Linked DNA regions of Sus scrofa: region 1 is linked to region 2. A link is a contact called in public Hi-C data. All regions are on one chromosome and are shown on one strand. Each heading gives the region's core, a stretch centred on a gene start, on an enhancer-like site or on the middle of the called end of the contact. The rest is flanking DNA. Distances are from core to core; before and after follow the strand shown.

Evidence for each region. Hi-C and Micro-C count contacts between places; a contact is called where the count stands out from the background.
Region 1: a Hi-C map of liver shows a contact between it and region 2, with 5 times the contacts expected there. The contact joins the promoter of C9H1orf74 here to the promoter of HHAT in region 2. A contact is called at or near these places in 1 of 5 promoter capture datasets (liver) and 1 of 47 Hi-C or Micro-C datasets (liver).

Annotation. Positions count from the first base shown.
Region 1 is chr9:133,183,188-133,189,180 of Sscrofa11.1, forward strand. C9H1orf74 (UPF0739 protein C1orf74 homolog) reads left to right here and starts at 4,684. Exons shown (of 3, transcript XM_021063892.1): 1 at 4,684-4,888; 2 at 5,517-5,993. The coding sequence starts at 5,612. IRF6 (interferon regulatory factor 6) reads left to right here. Exons shown (of 7, transcript NM_214278.1): 7 at 1.
Region 2 is chr9:132,664,617-132,670,657 of Sscrofa11.1, forward strand. It overlaps HHAT (protein-cysteine N-palmitoyltransferase HHAT), which reads right to left and starts at 3,451. Exons shown (of 13, transcript XM_013979981.2): 1 at 2,410-3,451. The coding sequence starts at 2,507.

The DNA.
Region 1 (5,993 bases), core at 3,434-5,933, 520 kb after region 2:
GCCTTGATGACTTCATTCTACTTGTACATGGCAACACTGCCTGGAACGGAACCCTTCTGCCTTGATCTTGCACTGCTTTTTTTTTTCCTTGCTTTCATTGAAGTCCCCTCAGGCACTGATTTGCCCAGGATTGATCTTCGTTTGACCTGTTCTACTAGTACAGTCAGCTGGCTCCCGGATGGGCAAAGGAGGAGGGAGGGGCCCCGGCTGGTTGCTTAGGAACCAAACTTGATATCTAAATAGAAATAGGTGCCAAAGTCTGAAAGTCACCCAGCCTGTAGAGTAAAAGCTCATAAATCGAGCTTCTAAAGGGAAGCTGTTAACATAGAAGGCTTAGGGCGCCTGTAGAATTGGTTGTCGGGTGTTCAACCTACCACCATTTACATGCAGGCATACCTTGGAGATACTGAGGGGCCCGTTCCAAACTACTACAATTAAGTGAATATTGCAGTAAAGCAAGTCAAATTGTTTTGGTTTCCCAGTGTGTATAAAAGTTAGGTTTACATTACACTGTAGTCTGTTGAGTGTGTAATAGCATTACCGCTGAAAATACAAATGTGCATGCCCTAATTAAGTTACTGTAATTGCTAAAAGATGCTAACCTTCCTCTGAGCCTTCAGAGAGTCATAATCTTTTTGCAATAGTAACATCAAAGATCACTGATGGCCATACAAAAAGATAATGAAAAAGTTTTAAATATTGTGAGAAATACCAAAATGTTCTAGAGACAGCAAGTGAGCAAATGCTGTTGGAAAAATGACGCCAATAGGCTTGCTGATGCAGGGTCACTGCAGACCTTCAATGTGTAAAAAACACAGTATCTGCAAAGTGCAATAAAGCACAAATAACGCAATAAAATGAGGTATGTCTGTACTAGTGTGTGTGTGTGTGTGTGTGTGGTGTGTGTGTGTGTGTTTAGATGAGAGTCCATGACTCGGTGATGGCTTTCCGAGAGGGTAGATCTCTTTTTTTTCCTTCTCCCTCTTCTTTTTTTAACTTATGGCCACATCCCAAGCACATGAAAGTTCCTGGGCCTGAGCGGTGGCAATGCCAGATCTTTAACCCATTACGCTGGGCCTGGGATGGAACCCACACCTCTGCTGTGACCCATGCTGCTGCAGTCGGATTCTTAACCCACTGAGCCACAGCAGAAACTCCTTTTTTGCCCGCGTCTTTGAGGAAGACCTGAGTGAGCTGGGTATCCCAGACCGACTCCTCTGACTACAGAGGAGGCAAGGAGAGTTCCTTGTGGTATGGAGATTTTTTTCAGTCTTCTCATTTGGATTTTTCTGCACTTGGGAAAAAAGGGGTGTTTAATGTGTTAAGGTCAGAGTGAAGAAGGGCAGGGCAGTGCTTTTCTGGAAAAGGCTCACCTAGCACACACCTGCTTGTCTCCCTTCCTGTGGAGGTAGCTGGGTGTGAACAGTTAAGGTGAAGAGTAGCGTAGAACACTGCAGCCATGACTACCGCAAACTGGTCTCATCTGTTAACTTTGCTTTTATCTGACTCTTTTACTCATTTAAAAAAGATGAAATTATACGTAATTTAAACTCCAAGACCTAAGTAGAAAACAAGATGGTAATCTGGGTGCAGGCCCTGATCCTCCAGAATACTGGTATCTATTTGTACCATGCCATATTAAGAAAGTCCACTTCGGTCTGCTACCCTTAAACCAAGCCACCGCCCCCCTGAGGCTGAAGTTGAGCTGGCTGAAAAGTTGGGCCAGCTTTATTTCAAAGACCATAAGCTCCCCTCAGTCACAGGTGGCTGTGTGACTTACTCATTTAGAATGCTTAAGCTGTGGTTTTAGGATCTCCAGGGGACCTAGGAGGATCTGCTGTTACTAAAGTATGACCAAGGGAAATCTGGGTGCTTAGCTATGAGCAAAAGTTGGGCTTCTAGAGACCAGGACACATGCAAGGTATAGAAACTATATATGGGGGGCATTTTGTTGAGTGTGTGAAGTGAGGGATTTGGTCTTGATGTCTGGCTGCCTCTGTTTCTGCAGAGCTCAAAGAAAGAACTCACAGCAAATAAACTGAGAGGGCAACTGCTGGGTCTAGACTGGCCCCTCTTCCTTATTCTGGGAGAGGCTAACAGCCAGGCTGTTCATCTGGATGGGGGCTCAGATAATAAGTGCCAAAAAGGATTGAACTCTTAGTATGTGACTGTAGTGACAAGTTTATGCTCAGAGGAACGGATGAGTGGTTATGCGGTCTTAATAGCACAGTTTCGGAGTTCTCGTTGTGGTGCAGTGGTTAACGATCTGACGAGACATGGTTGCAGTCGATCGCTGCCTGCCAGTGGTTAACGATCCGGCATTGCCGTGAGCTGTGGTGTAGGTCGCAGACGTGGCTCTGGCGTAGGCTGGCAGCTACAGCTCCGATTCGACCCCTAGCCTGGGAACCTCCATATGCCGCAGGAGCGGCCCAAGAAATGGCAAAAAGACAAAAAAAAAAAAAAAAAAAAAAAAAAATAGCAGTTTCTTCTTTCCCCATCCCCGTCCTTTTCAGAACACTGGCAGAGTGCACGCAGGGCTCCCTCTCTGGTCCTGATGCCAGGTATCCTTTCTTGGAGACTCAGTCGGCTCTCCCCTTTGGTGGCGACACCACTCACTCCCTTGGTGTTTTTAACTTCCTTGCCTTCACCTTGCTTAGGGCTGGGAAGGGAGTTAGGTGTGTCACCAGCTTTTTGTTTTTGTCACTGTCCACCCCACTGAACTAGATTAGTTGTAGGCATAAATGGGGAGGGCAAGGCTTGGATCTAGGCTGGCCTCTCACCCATATAGTTAGGTCCCTGGCTATATGTTCCCATAGCACCCTATACTTCCTCTTTCAGAATAATCAATTCCCTTGCAATTGTTCAGCATTCGTGTCCTGCCTGACTACTTCAAGTTTGTAAACTTGCTGAAGATAGGGACTGTTTGTCTTGGACTTTGCTGCCAGCTCTTAGCACAGTGTCTGGTACCTAGTGTGTTCTCAGATATTTATGGTTAGAATAAATGAACTAAGTCATTTTAGGGACTGACTGCTAACTACTGTGAGAAATTAAAATAAATATGGGGAAGGAAAAAAGTCCTAAAATTAGCTTCTAGTCTCTGCTTCTGAGTCCCTCTGAGTTAAGAACCAGGGTTAGAATGGGAGCCCCTACAAGCTTGCCCTCCTTGCAGGCTGGCCCCACCTTTATTCCTCAGGGGTCTCTACACAGTCTGCAGATACTACTAAGATGGAGCCTGTGTAGGCGCCTGCAGTTCCCTTAGCCTTTGCCTATTTATTATCTATCAATGAACTTCGGCCATTTATTCAGAGACAAATTTTTTCAAGAAATTCTTTCCCTCTGTGAGATGGGTCATAATGCTGGTAAAGAAGTTAAACTTTCAGTGAAATAACTGTTTTTACCTGATGATTTGATTGAAAAGTGTTTAGGGGGTTCCGTTGTGGCTCAGCGGTTCATAAACCCGACTAGTATCCATGAAAACATGGGTTCGAACCCTGGCCTCGCTCAGTGGGTTAAGGATCCAGCGTTACTGTGAGCTGTGGTGTAGGTCAAAGACACCGCTCAGATCCCACATTGCTGTGGCTGTGGGGGAGGCTGGCAGCTATAACTATGATTCCACCCATAGCCTGGGAACTTCCATATGCCACGGGTGCAGCCCTAAAAAGACAACAACAACAAAAAAAAGTGTCTGCATCTCTGCCTCTTATTTCTCACTTTGAAGTCAGCAAACAGAATTCGACCAAACTGAGCTCCAGGAAGGAGGGGTTTTTGTCTGTTATGTACACTGCAGTAAGTACCTCCAGCACCTAAAGCAGGCCTAGTACACATGTGTCCAGGGTGAAGACTCATGCCTTCACACCGTGCTTAGAAATGGCAAACCTGGAGTTCCCGTCGTGGCGCAGTGGTTAACGAACCCGACTAGGAACCACGAGGTTGCGGGTTCGACCCTGGCCTTGCTCAGTGGGTTAAGGATCCGGCGCTGTCGTGAGCTGTGGTGTATGTAGGTCGCAGACGCTGCTCGGATCCCGCGTTGCTGTGGCTCTGGTGCAGGCCGGCGGCTACAGCTCCAACTAGACCCCTAGCCTGGGAACCTCCATACGCCTCAGAAGAGGCCCTGGAAAAGGCAAAAAGACAAAAAGCAAACCTTGGCCAGGACACTTCTCCACCCACTTCTCAGACCTCAGCCTCTCAAATTTAGGATTTAGGCAGGTCAAAGCAAAAACAAAAAAAACTTTGCAGCACCACCCACAGGTGAAAGTATCACGCAAAACACGTCGCTTGCCTTGAGATATTTCGTTTGCAGGGGAAAGCGTCCTTCTCCAGACACAAATCAAAGGTGTTTCTGCTCGGCGTGCCCCGCTTCTGCCTCCCTGGTCAAACGGGACACTGGACTTAAAAACAACACACAAGCGAAGAGCTGGCGGCTTCAACCGGTCCCGCCTCCTTCCGTCCACTCCCTTCCCTTCCTCTTCCGGCGCAGGGGGGCGGGGCCGGGATCAGCCGGGCCGGAAGGGGCCGGACCTCAGGCACCAGCACTTCCGGTATGCAGCCGCGCGGCCTGCCGGTGGTTCCTACGCGGGGAGCGCGAGAGGACCGGGTGACGTTACGGAAAGCGGCGGGACAGGGCATGTGCTGGGCATGCGCAGCAGGCAGACCTCGCCTCCCCGGCCCCTGCGGGCGGTAAGGGACCTCCCCTTGCGGGCGGGACTTCTAGCTTCGCGGCGGAGCACAGGGTCTCGCGGCCTTCCGGGCAGCGGGCAGGAAACTGGAAGGGGTTCCTGAGCCCGCGAATCTGCAGGGGAAGTAGAAGGACGTCTGTGTGTGCAAGGGAGACCTCTGCCTCATTTACTAAATCCCTGTACTGTGCCCAGGAAAGGGCGTGGGGGTTGAGGTGAGCCTGTCGTCCGAGGGCCAGTGACTGTCCACCAGTAGGGGGAGGCGGGGCCTGCAGAAGTTGCAAGACAAGCCTCTTGCAGTTCCAGCCAATTTAACTTATTTACTTTGTGTCTCAACATGAGATGTTTGGTAGTCCACATTCTAGTGTGTATCGTTTAATCAGACCGCTATTCTTACAACTATTCTTGGCCGGAAGAGAAAGAGGAGTTGGCAATGAAAAGAGTACATGTGGAACCTACTCTGTCTCAGAGGACAGTTTTAGGTGAAATGCTCTGAATTTTGCCAGAGAGTGCTCTGCTTCTTTTCGGCCCCGACCTCCTTCAGGTGTGAATCAGAGAAGGTAAATTACAACAGGAAAATTTAGGAGGGAAGCCAGAGAGAGTGTAAATATAACCTTAAGGCCAGAGAGACAGTTGAATTTGGAACTAAGAGAGACTAAGTCACCAAAAAATCAGGGTGCCATTGGTGATGCCGTTTTATCTGGGCTGGGTTAGCATTCCAAAGCAGAGGGAGGGGAAGTGACCTCTGGAAGATGCTGTAAGACTTAAGGGAAGGCTATTGTCAGGTTTCCTGGTATGTCACTGGCTGGTGCTAATAATCCCCTGCTACTGCTTTGTTTTTAGGCCCTTCTTCAAGTGTCTGGAGCTCAGAGATGCAGCCCAGGGGAGGGAACTGTGACTAGTTAAGGAGGCCATGCTTACTGTTGCTTCCAGAGTCCATGTCAACACTGAGTCTTCAGCTGCTGGTGGCAGCTGCTCAGCAGACCCTGGGCATGGGGAGGAGCCGGGGCCCACCCCGAGCCGTGTGCCTTCATCTAGCCGGAGAGGTGCTGGCTGTGGCCAGGGGACTTAAGCCAGCTCTGCTCTATGATTGCAACTGTGCAGGGGCAGCAGAGCTCCAGAGCTATCTGGAGCAGCTGCAGGGCCTGGGCTTCCCGACCCGGGGGCTTCACATTCTTGAGATTGGAGAAGACAGCCTGATTGTCTGTCCTGAGCGTGTGTGTCAGCACTTGGAGCAGGTGCTGCTTGGTTCCGTAGCCTTTGTGGATGTTTCCAGCGCTCAGCCTCACCCTTCCGTCTGCTCCCTGGACCAGCTTCAGG
Region 2 (6,041 bases), core at 2,201-4,700:
CACTTTGTTTCAATATAATTTGTCACTTTGTGTTTTTAAATTCCTCTTAAAAATTGGCTTCCCCAGACTTCAAAGAAGCCCATGACACAAAAAAATGGGTAAAAAATTCCTACAGTTCCCACTGTGGTGCAGCGGGTTAAGGATCCCTCATTGCTGCAGCTGTGGCATAAGGTTGAAGCTGCAGCTCAGGTTTGATCCCTGGCCCAGGAACTTCCATATGCCATGGGTGCAGTCAAAGAAGGAGAGAGAAGGAGAGAGAAGGAGAGAGAAGGAGAGAGAAGGAGAGAGAAGGAGAGAGAAGGAGAGAGAAGGAGAGAGAAGGAGAGAGAAGGAGAGAGAAGGAGAGAGAAAGAGAGAGAGAAAGAGAGAAAGAAAGAGAGAAAGAGAGAAAAGAAAAGAAAGAAAGAAAGAAAGAAAGAAAAGAAAATCCCTCCAAGGAATCAAGGATCTCACCCAAGCCAGGCAACTGCCATGCAACAGTTGTACAGCACTTTCCTTTGGCCAGGCCCTGCCCTGGAAGGAGCCACACAGGTGAGTAAGGCCTACCCCAGCTCCTCCCTGACTTTATCTACAGAATCCCCACCAACATCCAGCCACCCACAAAAATGACTGCCCTCCCTAGAGACTTGGCCTTCACTCCGAGTTGGTCTACACAACCTACTTCCCAAGGAGGGAGCAACGTCGACAGCAGATAAAGCATCGGCTTTACCCAGAAAGAGGGGTGCACAACCTGACCCCAACATTTACTCTCTGTGGCTTTAGCATCTCCTCTAAGCCTTTCTTCTGCTGTGAAAAGGGCTTACGTTACCTATTCTTCCCAGTTATTTTGCAAGGTTTAGAAATAATGGATTTAAAGCACCTGACAGGACACATCGTCCTTCTTACTGCTAGTTCGATCTTTCAGGTCAGAATTTACTCTTATTCAACATCTAATCACAGTTAGGGGCTGCCACTGAGAAAGGCGGGAGAAAAAGTACAGGAAAGATGGAACGTGAAAAAATCGAACTCATTCTTCACATTCCAGTATAACCCTCCCCCACGCTCCTCGGGACAGCCTCCCCTCCCCTCCCCTCCCCTCTCCTGGTCCCAGAACACCTATCACCTGGGTGTAACCTCTGCGAACGAAGGAAGAGTACCAATCAGAAGGGAACAGAAACTACGACTCTCACCCCCACGTAAAGCAAACCACCAAAGATGCTAACTCGCTGGCGCGACTGCCCTGATCCAAGGGCCACGATACAAGAAGCGGCACATTCCTTAAGGTCAAAGCCGTCCTTAGAACCGCCCACTTTGGTAGGGACTGCAGCGAGGAGGGCCTTTCCACGTAAAAACCGCTATCTCCTAGAGGATACGCGGAGAGAAGAGGGAAACTGAGTCCAGAGAGTAGAAAGCAAAAGAAGTCTTTGACTTCGGGGTGGGGGAGGTGGTCACTGGAGCCGCAGCAGTCAGGCAAACGCACTTCTAAGATCGCCAAGGGAACCAGAGTTCACACGTGCCCGCAACAGTCCCAGAAACTGGGGAGAGCGGACGCGGGCGGGAGGGGATGGGCCCTAGACCCGGGCGCACGGCCCCCGCCGCCTTTGTCTCCACCGCGCTTCCCCTGCCCCGCCCCCGGGCGCGCACGTAGGAGCTGGAATGGGAAACGGAAAGCGTCTTGGACGTTTCTTTTTTTCAACCGAGTACATCGAAGCCAGAAGTCTACACCCAACTTCCCGGGGACCCGCTACAGCCACCAGCTACCAACCTCCGGGCTGTCCCGGGCGGCGGCGGCGGCGATGTTCACACGCGACCCGAGTTCTAACAACCCTCCCAGCACCTCCGAGTCCCGGCGGCCGCGGCGGCGGCGGAGGCGGTGGCGTCCCGGGAAGCCGCCCTCTTCCCCCGGAGCAGCGGTTGGAGGAGCAGCCGCGCGCGCGGCCTCGGAGCACGTCCCCGCCCCCGTGCCCGCGCGCGCGCGCGCCGCTTCGGGCCGCGGGGCTCACGGGCAGGCGGCGCCCCGGGAGCCGCGGCGAACAGGCCGCGCGGCTGGAGCGGAGGCGCGGGGGGCGGCCCGCCTCTCCGCGCCCGCGGCGTCCGGCGCCGATCCGCCAGCCCCGCTGCCTGCGCCCGGGAGCGCGCGGACCTTTGCACCCCCTGTTTTGTTGATTGCAGGCCTGGGGCTGCCAGCAGGTTTGGGAGCGGAAGTCACCTGAAATCCAGCTCCTGGGGTCCCCACGTAGGTTTTGCAGGCGAAAGGATGAAGTTCCGTGGGGTGGAAAGGGGGCGGGCTTCTGGAGCTTGCTGTGTGAACTTAGCCCCCGTGAACCTCCCAGTCCTCCTCTGTAAGGCGGAAATAAGCTTTCCTGCTTTCCCGGAGAATTAGAGTGAAGACCAAATGGGATGAGCTAGATGAACGGTAAAGCAACTTACAAAGACAGCAGCACCGCAAAACGTGTCTCGGCGATTCTGAATGGGCTGTAAAAGAGTGGAAGATCTGAAGCCGCCTCTGCGGATGTAGCTTGGGCCATGACTTTATGTCAGGTGTTACTCCGAGGCCTCCAGTGTCAAGCCTGCCAGAATCACCTGGGCACTTGTTAAAACTCCTGGCACTCGGATCCCTCTTTAAACCAAAAGAAGCAGAGACGCCCCAGGGGAAGGGTGCCTCAGGTGGAGTCTATGATCATGTAAATGGGGCTAACTGCATTGGGCAGCAGGAAAACAGAGGCTGCGCTCTTAAGTTTATTCTAGCAGTCACCGAAGTAGTCTAGGAGATTATTTTTCTAATACAAAATTCTCTGGGAAACCGGAGTACAAACACTCTGAGAACAGGAACTAGTTTCTCTTTTCAGCTCCCCCCCCATCCCCAACCCCGATGCGTGGTACAGGATGGCGTTAAGTAAGCAGGTGTTAATAAACTAACCCCAAGCAGGAGTGCCAGATGTAGTAAATAAAAATACAGGCTGCCCAATTAAAATTGGATTTCAGATGAACCACAAATGAAATCTTTAGCATCTGTGTGGTTCATGCAGTATTGGGGACATACTGATGCTTAAAAAAAAAAAGAAGGAATTCAAATTGTATTTGATCTGGCAACCTTTGCAGGCAGGCAGCCTTCAGCGGAGGGGATGATGGCTGAGGAAAAGCTCAGCCCAGGGTACCGTCAGACCCAGGGTGGGAAATGAGATAACAGCTCCTCTGTTATTTCCTAATGACACCGTTGGACAATAACGTAGGTTCAAGGTCATTTACATTTAACCCCTTTTGGCACACACAACACATTCACTGGAAAACGCAAATGAAAATAAGGCAGATTCAATCATAGGTAAATTAGGAGCATCAATCAAATAAACATAGTCAAAATTAAGAAGTAATACACCGGGGAAAGTATTTGCAGGAACTATGATACAGTGTTATTTTTTATTGTATATAGATCAAATACAATTAATAAGAAACAGAAGCCAATCCTAGATGAGCAAGAGGTGAATTTAAACAAAGCTGAATATACAGTTAGGAAACAGATATATTGCAAAAAGCTCAAAGAAGTGCCAAGTACAATAAGAATACAATTTTTCACGTATAAAATTGGCAGGAATTAATAAATGACATTAAAGGCTGGCAAGAGTGCTGCGTGATAGCATGTATACACTTTTTAGTAGGTAAGCAATTTGGCAGTATCAAAATCCTTACAATTATGAAAACCCTTAATGCTTAAGCCTTTTGATTCTTTTTTCTTTTTTTTTCTTTTTTTTTTTTTGTCTTTTTGTTGTTGTTGCTATTTCTTGGGCCGCTCCCGAGGCATATGGAGGTTCCCAGGCTAGGGGTCTAATCGGAGCTGTAGCCACCGGCCTACGCCAGAGCCATAGCAACGCGGGATCCGAGCTGCGTCTGCAACCTACACCACAGCTCATGGCAACGCCGGATCGTTAACCCACTGAGCAAGGGCAGGGACCGAACCCGCAACCTCATGGTCCCTAGTCGGATTCGTTAACCACTGCGCCACGACGGGAACTCCAGCCTTTTGATTCTGAATTTTGTTTACGGAAATAAATCCAAAGGAAATAATGTAGAAAATACTCTTTATAAAGATTCAATTTTAATTTATATCATTTAAATTAATACCATCATAAGAAAAATGGGAGTTCCCGTTGTGGCGCAGCAGAAAAAGAATCTGACTGGGAACCATGAGGTTGTGGGTTCAATCCCTGGCCTTGCTCAGTGGGTTAAGGATCCAGTGTTGCATGAGCTGTGGTGTAGATCACAGATGCAGCTCAGATCCGGCATTGCTGTGGCGTAGGCCAGCAACTGTCACTCCAATTAGACCCCTAGCCTGGGAACCTCCATGTGCTGCAGGTATGGCCCTCAAAAGCAAAAAAAGAAAAATATACTACGATGTACCAAAATATGTGATAATGGGGGGGATATCCTTGAAATTCCCTAATTTCCCAAAAATAAAGTGTAAATTAAACTAAAAGTTATACATTCTATGATCTATTATATATGCAACCTTTCATAATGGTTACCATCCATATGTAATGTGAGCATAACTAAATATTTTTAAAGCTGTGCATGAAAAAAATGACTGGAAAGCAAATAAGGTTAAATTTGGGTGGTGGGACTTTATTCTTGATTTTCCACATTTTTATTAAGCATAAATTAATTTTATAATAGAAAAATCTTAATTCGACACCCCCCAAAAACAAGACTTTTCTTATAATATCAGTTTAACAATCTCTAGCATCTTACATTTGCACAACTATGTACTGAATGCTGAAACTATCTAAATATTAAAAGCTCCTTAAACATTTTCTCTAAATATAAACACCTTAACCAATTCTGCATGTTATCTGTTAACCTAGAAATTATCCTTAGCAAATATTTCTATGATGAATTTATCAGCTTAGTCACTCACATAACCATACAGTAGTTAAAATGCCTTAAATATTTTTTAAAATTAGCAAATTATGTAAAGCCTTGGGTTTTTTTCCCTTCAGATTACATTCGAAAAGGGGATAAGGGAGCTCCCATCATGGCACAGCGGAAGTGAATCTGACTAGGAACCATGAGGTTGCGGGTTCCATTCCTGGCCTGGCTCAGTGGGTTAAGGATCCGGCATTACGGTGAGCTGTGGTGTAGGTCACACGCAGCTCAGATCCTGCTGTTGCTGTGGGTGTGGTGTAGGCCTGCAGCTGTCGCTCGGATTAGACCCCTTGCCTGGGAACCTCCATACACTGTGGACGCAGCCCTAAAAAAGACAAAATAAAATAAATAAATAAATAAATAAAAGAGATAAGCTTACCAGCATAGACTTTTTTAAAAATTTGTAGTAAAATGTACATAATACATTTACCATCGTAACCTTTTTTTGTTGTTGTTGTTTTAGGGCCGCACCCATGGCATACGGAGGTTCCCAGGCTAGGGGTCTAATCAGAGCTGTAGCCATCGGCCTACACCACAGCCACAGCAATATGGGATCCGAGCTGCATCTGCGTCTTACACCTCAGCTCACGGCAATGCGGAATCCATAACCCACTGAATCGAGGCCAGGGATTGAACCTATGTCCTCATGGATACTAGTCAGGTTCATTTCCGCTGAGCCATGATGAGACCTCCCCGTCATAACCAGTTCTGAATCTAAGTACGTTCACATTGCTGTGCCACGCCAGACTCTCTTCATCTTACAACACTAAAATTTTGTCCCCATTAGACAGAAACTCCCCAGCACCGAATTCCCTGGAAGCTACCATTCTCCTTTCTGTCTCTATGAATGTGACTACCTGGATCCCTCATATACATGGAATCATATAGCATTTGTCCTTTTGTCAGTGACTTGTTTCACTTAACATAAGGCCCTCACGCCTTAACCTTGCAGCAAGTGTCAGAATTGCCTTCATTGTCAAGACTGAAGTCATGCATCAACTGCCTTCACTGGTCATGTTTTCTCTCCAGCTCTCTCGGTTAGTGGGGCCTGAGTAGCCTGAGCAGTCTAGACAGGCAGCCCTGAGCACCTGGGAGCCACTTTCCAGATGCAGGACTGGTGCTTAGGAGGGATTAAGCAAGCCAAC